Linked DNA regions of Sus scrofa: region 2 is linked to region 1. The links are chromatin contacts, called in public HiChIP or PLAC-seq maps. All regions are on one chromosome and are shown on one strand. The core of a region is the stretch at or near the end of the contact, and the rest is flanking DNA. Distances in the headings are between cores, read along the strand shown. Region 1 has its middle 160 kb from the start of NAMPT. Region 2 has its middle 48 kb from the start of PIK3CG.

What was found. HiChIP or PLAC-seq counts read pairs in DNA pulled down with a chosen protein or histone mark.
Region 2: a contact with region 1 is called in an H3K27ac HiChIP or PLAC-seq map of alveolar macrophages. The contact joins two enhancer-like sites. A contact is called at or near these places in 10 of 47 Hi-C or Micro-C datasets (embryonic fibroblasts, fetal liver, fibroblasts and 4 more) and 2 of 2 datasets of contacts at active chromatin or transcription factors (alveolar macrophages and skeletal muscle).

The regions. Positions count from the first base shown.
Region 1 is chr9:106,320,751-106,323,450 of Sscrofa11.1, reverse strand. No RefSeq gene overlaps it. Among named protein-coding and RNA genes, the nearest start is that of NAMPT, 160 kb to the right of the region's middle. Within about 2 kb of position 1,325, at least 7 of the 83 cell types and tissues checked have an H3K27ac peak or open chromatin away from gene starts, as enhancers often do. A contact at or near this core is called in alveolar macrophages, mesenteric adipose tissue and retroperitoneal adipose tissue, where this site is marked.
Region 2 is chr9:106,656,008-106,658,707 of Sscrofa11.1, reverse strand. No RefSeq gene overlaps it. Among named protein-coding and RNA genes, the nearest start is that of PIK3CG, 48 kb to the left of the region's middle. Within about 2 kb of position 1,282, at least 24 of the 83 cell types and tissues checked have an H3K27ac peak or open chromatin away from gene starts, as enhancers often do. A contact at or near this core is called in alveolar macrophages, mesenteric adipose tissue and retroperitoneal adipose tissue, where this site is marked.

The sequences.
Region 1 (2,700 bases), core at 76-2,575:
TGGCACGGATTCGAACCCTGGCCTGGGAACTTCCATATGCTGCAGGAAAAAAAAAAGAAAAAAGAAAAGAAAGAATGAAAAGAAAAAGAAAAAATTCAGACCAGATTCTCCCACTTTCCACGTGGGCAACTTTGGCTAGGTTGTGCAACGTCTCTGAGCCTCAGTTTCCCCATCTGAAAAATTGGGGTAAGACTTTCTCTGCTCACCCTAGCAGGATGCTATAAGCCTCATAATAAGATATGTATTATTAAGAAAGCAAAAATTTCCTGGCTTGTTCACATCACACAGGAGGGGATGTGAAAAAAAGGAAAGGAGATGGAATCAAAATATCCCCTTGGTGACTCACCCTGATGAGAGGTGATAAAAATGTCTGTCTCCAGTGAGATGCTGGGATTGTCAGCGGCTTTATCTTTGACCTTTCATAGGTATCTTATGCAAAGCAAGGTCAGAAGGGAAAGTTCTCAAACTGAAGGAAAAACAAAGGCCTTGTGTTATGCCATAGAAGGTCAGCCACAGAGAAGAAATGATTTGTAAAACTGGGCCCATCTACTCCAGCCTCAGGCCAACATCCCTCTCTCTGAAGAGTCCACACCACCTCTAAAGAATCACTTAATTCTGTAGAAAATGTAAATCAGTGTTTTGGGGGTTCAGTTGCTGTTGGGCGGCGCTGTGTTCTCATGCCTGTAATGTTGCGGGCATGTCTGTAGAGCCGTGTGGGCCACAAAGGACTCACCCTGGGGAGTTGGAACCTCCCTGCCCTTCTTCCTGAGCGGCGCCAGCAGTGGGGACAGAGCTGAAGAATGGCTAGGAGCATGTGACATAGGGACTGAGCAGGAAGGCAATTTTTTTTTTTTTTTTTTTTTTTTTTTTTTGCTTTTTAGGGCCACACCCTTGGCATATGGAGATTCCCAGGCTAGGGGGTTGAATCAGAGCTGCAGACGCTGGCCTACACCATAGCCACAGACACGTGGGATCTGAGCTGTGTCTATGACCTACACCACAGCTCACGACAACACCAGATCCTTAACCCACATAGTGAGGCCAGGGATCGAACCCTCATCCCCATGGATGCTAGTTGGGTTCCTATCCCACTGAGCCACAATGGGAACTCCCAGGAAGGCAATTCTTAGGCAGAGAGATTGCCTGCCAAGGGGAGGAGAGACAGTTGCAGCTCCCAACTGGGACCCAGATGCCTGCCTCGACTCAACTGTTGGCAAATTCTGCCGATTCATCCTCACACAGCAGAATTCTCCTGGGGGTGCGGAGGAGGTGCGTGGAGGCGGGGAGCCGTGCTGGGAACACCCTACACTGAGTGACACAGACAGGGAGCTGGTGGAAATCCCCGCAGAGCTCCAGAGCTATGGCAGGACGCAGGCTTTGTCTGGGTCCCCACCTTTGTACCTGGAGAGGAACCTGCCATTTAGCTGGTAGTGGAAATAAGGGATCAAGGGCTGGTCTTGGTACCTTTTTGCTGTGTTCCTTCCCATGGAGAAACCCATTCCATGAAAGACGTTCTTACATCAAGGAGCAAAGGACTCCTGTGGGTGGAATATAAATGCAGTTTGTAGCAGGTTCCAGGGGAAAGTTAGCCCCTCCTGTTCTAGAAAAACACAGATATCTCCTTCCATGCCAGTGGGCTCTCTGGGAATTTCCACCATGGGAAGGCACTTCCAGAGACAACTCTAGCCTGGAGAGGGAGATGCCCTTCCCTGTGCAACATGACAGATGTACAGACAGCATGGTTTGTTTCTTGGTTTTATTTTTCCCCAGTAAGAAAGTCTGGATTAGAAACACATAGAAGGAAGGGGGAGCTAAAGTGTCCCGGCAGCTTCAATTTCTGCTCATTTCCATGTAACTGGTGTTCATCACCCTTATCTCGCAGCTTCAGGACTTTGTTTCCATCTCACCTTCTGAATATAGGCTATTGACCACCCTTGGCTCTCTAATCCTGGCTTCCCCTTCCTGGATGGTGAACAGGTGAGGACAGGCTCTGCCCGCAGCAGTTGTATTCCCCAATGGCTAACATAGTTCCAGCCCTGTATACATTTGTGGGATGAGTGAATGAATAAATGAATGGGTGAATTTCTGTCCCCGGCTGTGGTCTACTACAATTGCGTATTTTCTCATCATATTTTCCCTCTACCACCACCACCACCAAACTGAACCTTGTGTTAGGGCAGGAACTGTTATGCCCTATTCACCAGGAATTGTCTGTCCCAAAGTCAAGGGCAAGGTCAAACCCTCGTATTTAAAATACGGAAGGAAGGGAGGGACAGGGGATCCTGTTCCTTTAAGAGTCTGCCTTCTAGCTGGGGAGATTAGCCCATGGAATAACCTGAGAATGGCCATTGGCTAAGCTGATAGCTGTGGCATTCAGAGGGTGCAAGATGCCCACAGAAGGAGAGATGGTGAGAGTTGGAGAGGGGGTGCCTGAGACCAGAAAGTTCTTCCCCAGGGAAGACTGGCCAGGGGTCCTACTATGTGAGCAGAGTTTTCTGGAGACAGTATTGGGAGTTTGGAGATTTCTAAAAGGAAGAACTTATCTGCAGCTCATGGGCTTGGGATATAGAAAGGGAATAATAGGAGGTGAGTAAGAGTTCAGGTCCCTTTCCCCCAACCTCACCACCTGGAGCTGGGCTGCCATGAAAGCAGGTGGAACCCAGCCTCCCAGACAAGCCGGCCTTGGCAGGCAAGGCAATA
Region 2 (2,700 bases), core at 33-2,532, 340 kb before region 1:
TTCCTATACCACGGAAGTGCCCAGACCAACTATCGGGTCTGTGAGTGGGTTGGAACCTCCCTTTCTAAGCTACCTAGATGGTGTCAATCAACAACAATCATTTAATGACTGACCCTGCTGTTGAGTCAGCGCTGTCAGCCTCCACCCCTTTCTCGACTTCTGCTGATGCTGTTTGAAGCATCTAAGGGGTGAGAAGCTGGGGCCCGGCCTCATCAGCAGCAGCCCCACGATGAAAATTCCATCAAGGTCTCCTGTCTCCCTTCTGGCCTCGACCATCATGCTGTAGCCAAAAAATGTGAACTGGGCTAAGACACAGACAGGGTGCGAGGAACGTGGAGGGGCTGCCCAGATGTCCTTTCCAGAAAGGGGTGTGATCAGCAGATGCTTGTCAGCTGCTAGCCCCTCAGGGTCTGCCTCAGCTGCCTAGGCCATGTCCACAGCCAATGACGGATTATGGCAGGTGTATATAAGCCTAGCTATTTGGCCCAGGGCCCAGCAATTCACATGGGCCTCCCAGTCCTGCTTTCATGCCTTCCTTCCACAGGTGCTAATCCTAAGGCATTCCGCAATAAACACTGCAGCCTTCATTCCATTTCAGTCTGCTCTCCAGAGAACCCACATGCAGCCCGTGAGTTTGAATTTCAGCTGGACTAATTCGGAGCTCTGTGACCTTGGGGAAGCAAGAACTTCTTTTCTGTGAGACTTAATGTCCTGTTCTGCAAAATGAACACATAGTAACTTTTTTCATAGGATTGTTGCTGGTGCATTTACATATCTGGTGCAGAGTACTTGCTCATCAGTATTAGCTATTGTAATCTCAGGCAAGTTATGTAACTTTAGTGAGCCTTGGATCCGTTATCTAAAAATAAGAACAATATCGCTTACATCTCAGGATTTTTTTAAAAAATTGAAGTCTAGTTGATTTACCGTGTTGTTAGCTTCTGGTGTACAGCATAGTGCTTCAGTGTATCTCAGGATTTTGGTAAGGATCATATGACATACTCTGTGTGTGAGGTACTCAGTAGATATGCCCTTTCCCCTTATTTTTCCTTTATCATATCAATAGTACCTTTATAGAGTGAATTAAAAAAATAATTCTTTTTAATGTTATTTATTGCTTGCCCTTTATCAGAGTATAAAGTGCATTCATTCATATTCGGAGGAGGAAAATTGCATGTAGAGCAGAAGGGCGGGGCTCAGGTGGAGCCCTGGTTTTGTGGCTCTCTTCTCTTCCATTCCAGGTCAAAGGACAACTCCAGGCAGCACACCCTGCATGACTCAACATATTCTACACACTGCTCATATGACCTTCGTTTCCCCTTTTTCCTTGGTTCACTTTTATAATCCTTGTAATGATCTATTTCTGTGGATTATAGGATTTCTGTTTTATCTGGTAAATCTCTGAGAAGCAGGGAAGTATCTCTCTCTCTCTCTCTTTTTTTTTTAAAGGGTCTGGCTGGCTGTTCATTGGTTCTTGTACTAGTTAATAGTGACCAGCTCTTACAGCAATGCTGAGTTCTGCTGGATGCATTCAGAGCAGGAATTCCTGCTGACTTCACAAGGAATCTGAAAGCCAGATGGGGTCTTCTGAGCCCCCCCTTGTCCAACTCTGTCATCTCACCCATGAGGAATTTTTGTTTAGGTCAGCCTATTTTTAAATAATGTCATTTAAAATCTTATGTGGAATTTTTGTAGCCCCATCTTTATTACATCTTTCTTTTATAACTTCATAGTCTATTTTTTGTTTCTCGTTTAAAGCTTCGTCAGTTCTAGGAACACTGTCTTACACTGACACCTACTGGACAGGTGGGAAAATAGCTGATACCAAGAACACTACCGTTTGTTAGGACTAGAGACAGATAAATAGTGTCTTTCCCACTGCATTCATATTTATTTATTTATTTATGTATTTATGTATTTATTTATTTATTTTTGAGGGTGGTCTTTGCAGGGGCATACCTGCAGCATATGAAAATTCCCAGGCTAGTGGTCGAATCAGAGCTGCAGCTGCCAGCCTACGCCACAGACACAGCCACAGCAATGCCAAATCTGAGCCAAGTCTGTGACCCGTACCAAAGCTCTCACAGCAACGCCAGTTTCTTAACCCACTGAGTAGGGCCAGAACCCATGTCCTCATAGATACTAGTTGGGTTTGTTACCGCTGAACCACGGGGGGAACTCCCACATTCACTTTTAATAAGCCTCTTTCTTATAACTGTCCCGGTCATAAGCTTTCATTTCCCTCTTCTTCTACTAAACCTAATTGTCTATATTAGATTTTAGATTTCTGGGATGTGATGATTAGATCCAGTTAAGATGCTACAAGCCCATAGTATGTTTATGCAGTGCCATTCTTTAGATATATTTAATGTTTAATGAGGCACAATAATCCCACTCAGTAACTGTGATAATTCTGCAAGCACTGTAGCTCTGAAGCACTGACATGTCAGGTGGGCCCTGTGAAAGGTATGGAACCATTCTTAATCCTAGAGTCACCTGATGGTGGGGACTGCCAGAGGCCATCTCATCTGGATCAAAACCTCTCACCATTGGCAGTAAGAACTATCCAGGATGAAGGACATAAATTCTTTCCTTGACGATTTCTCCAGGGATCACAACCCCAGTGAGAATTCATTCAAACGCCTCACGGGACTTGGTTACAAAGCACCTCTTTCCTGCCTTTATATAAAGTTACTTTTG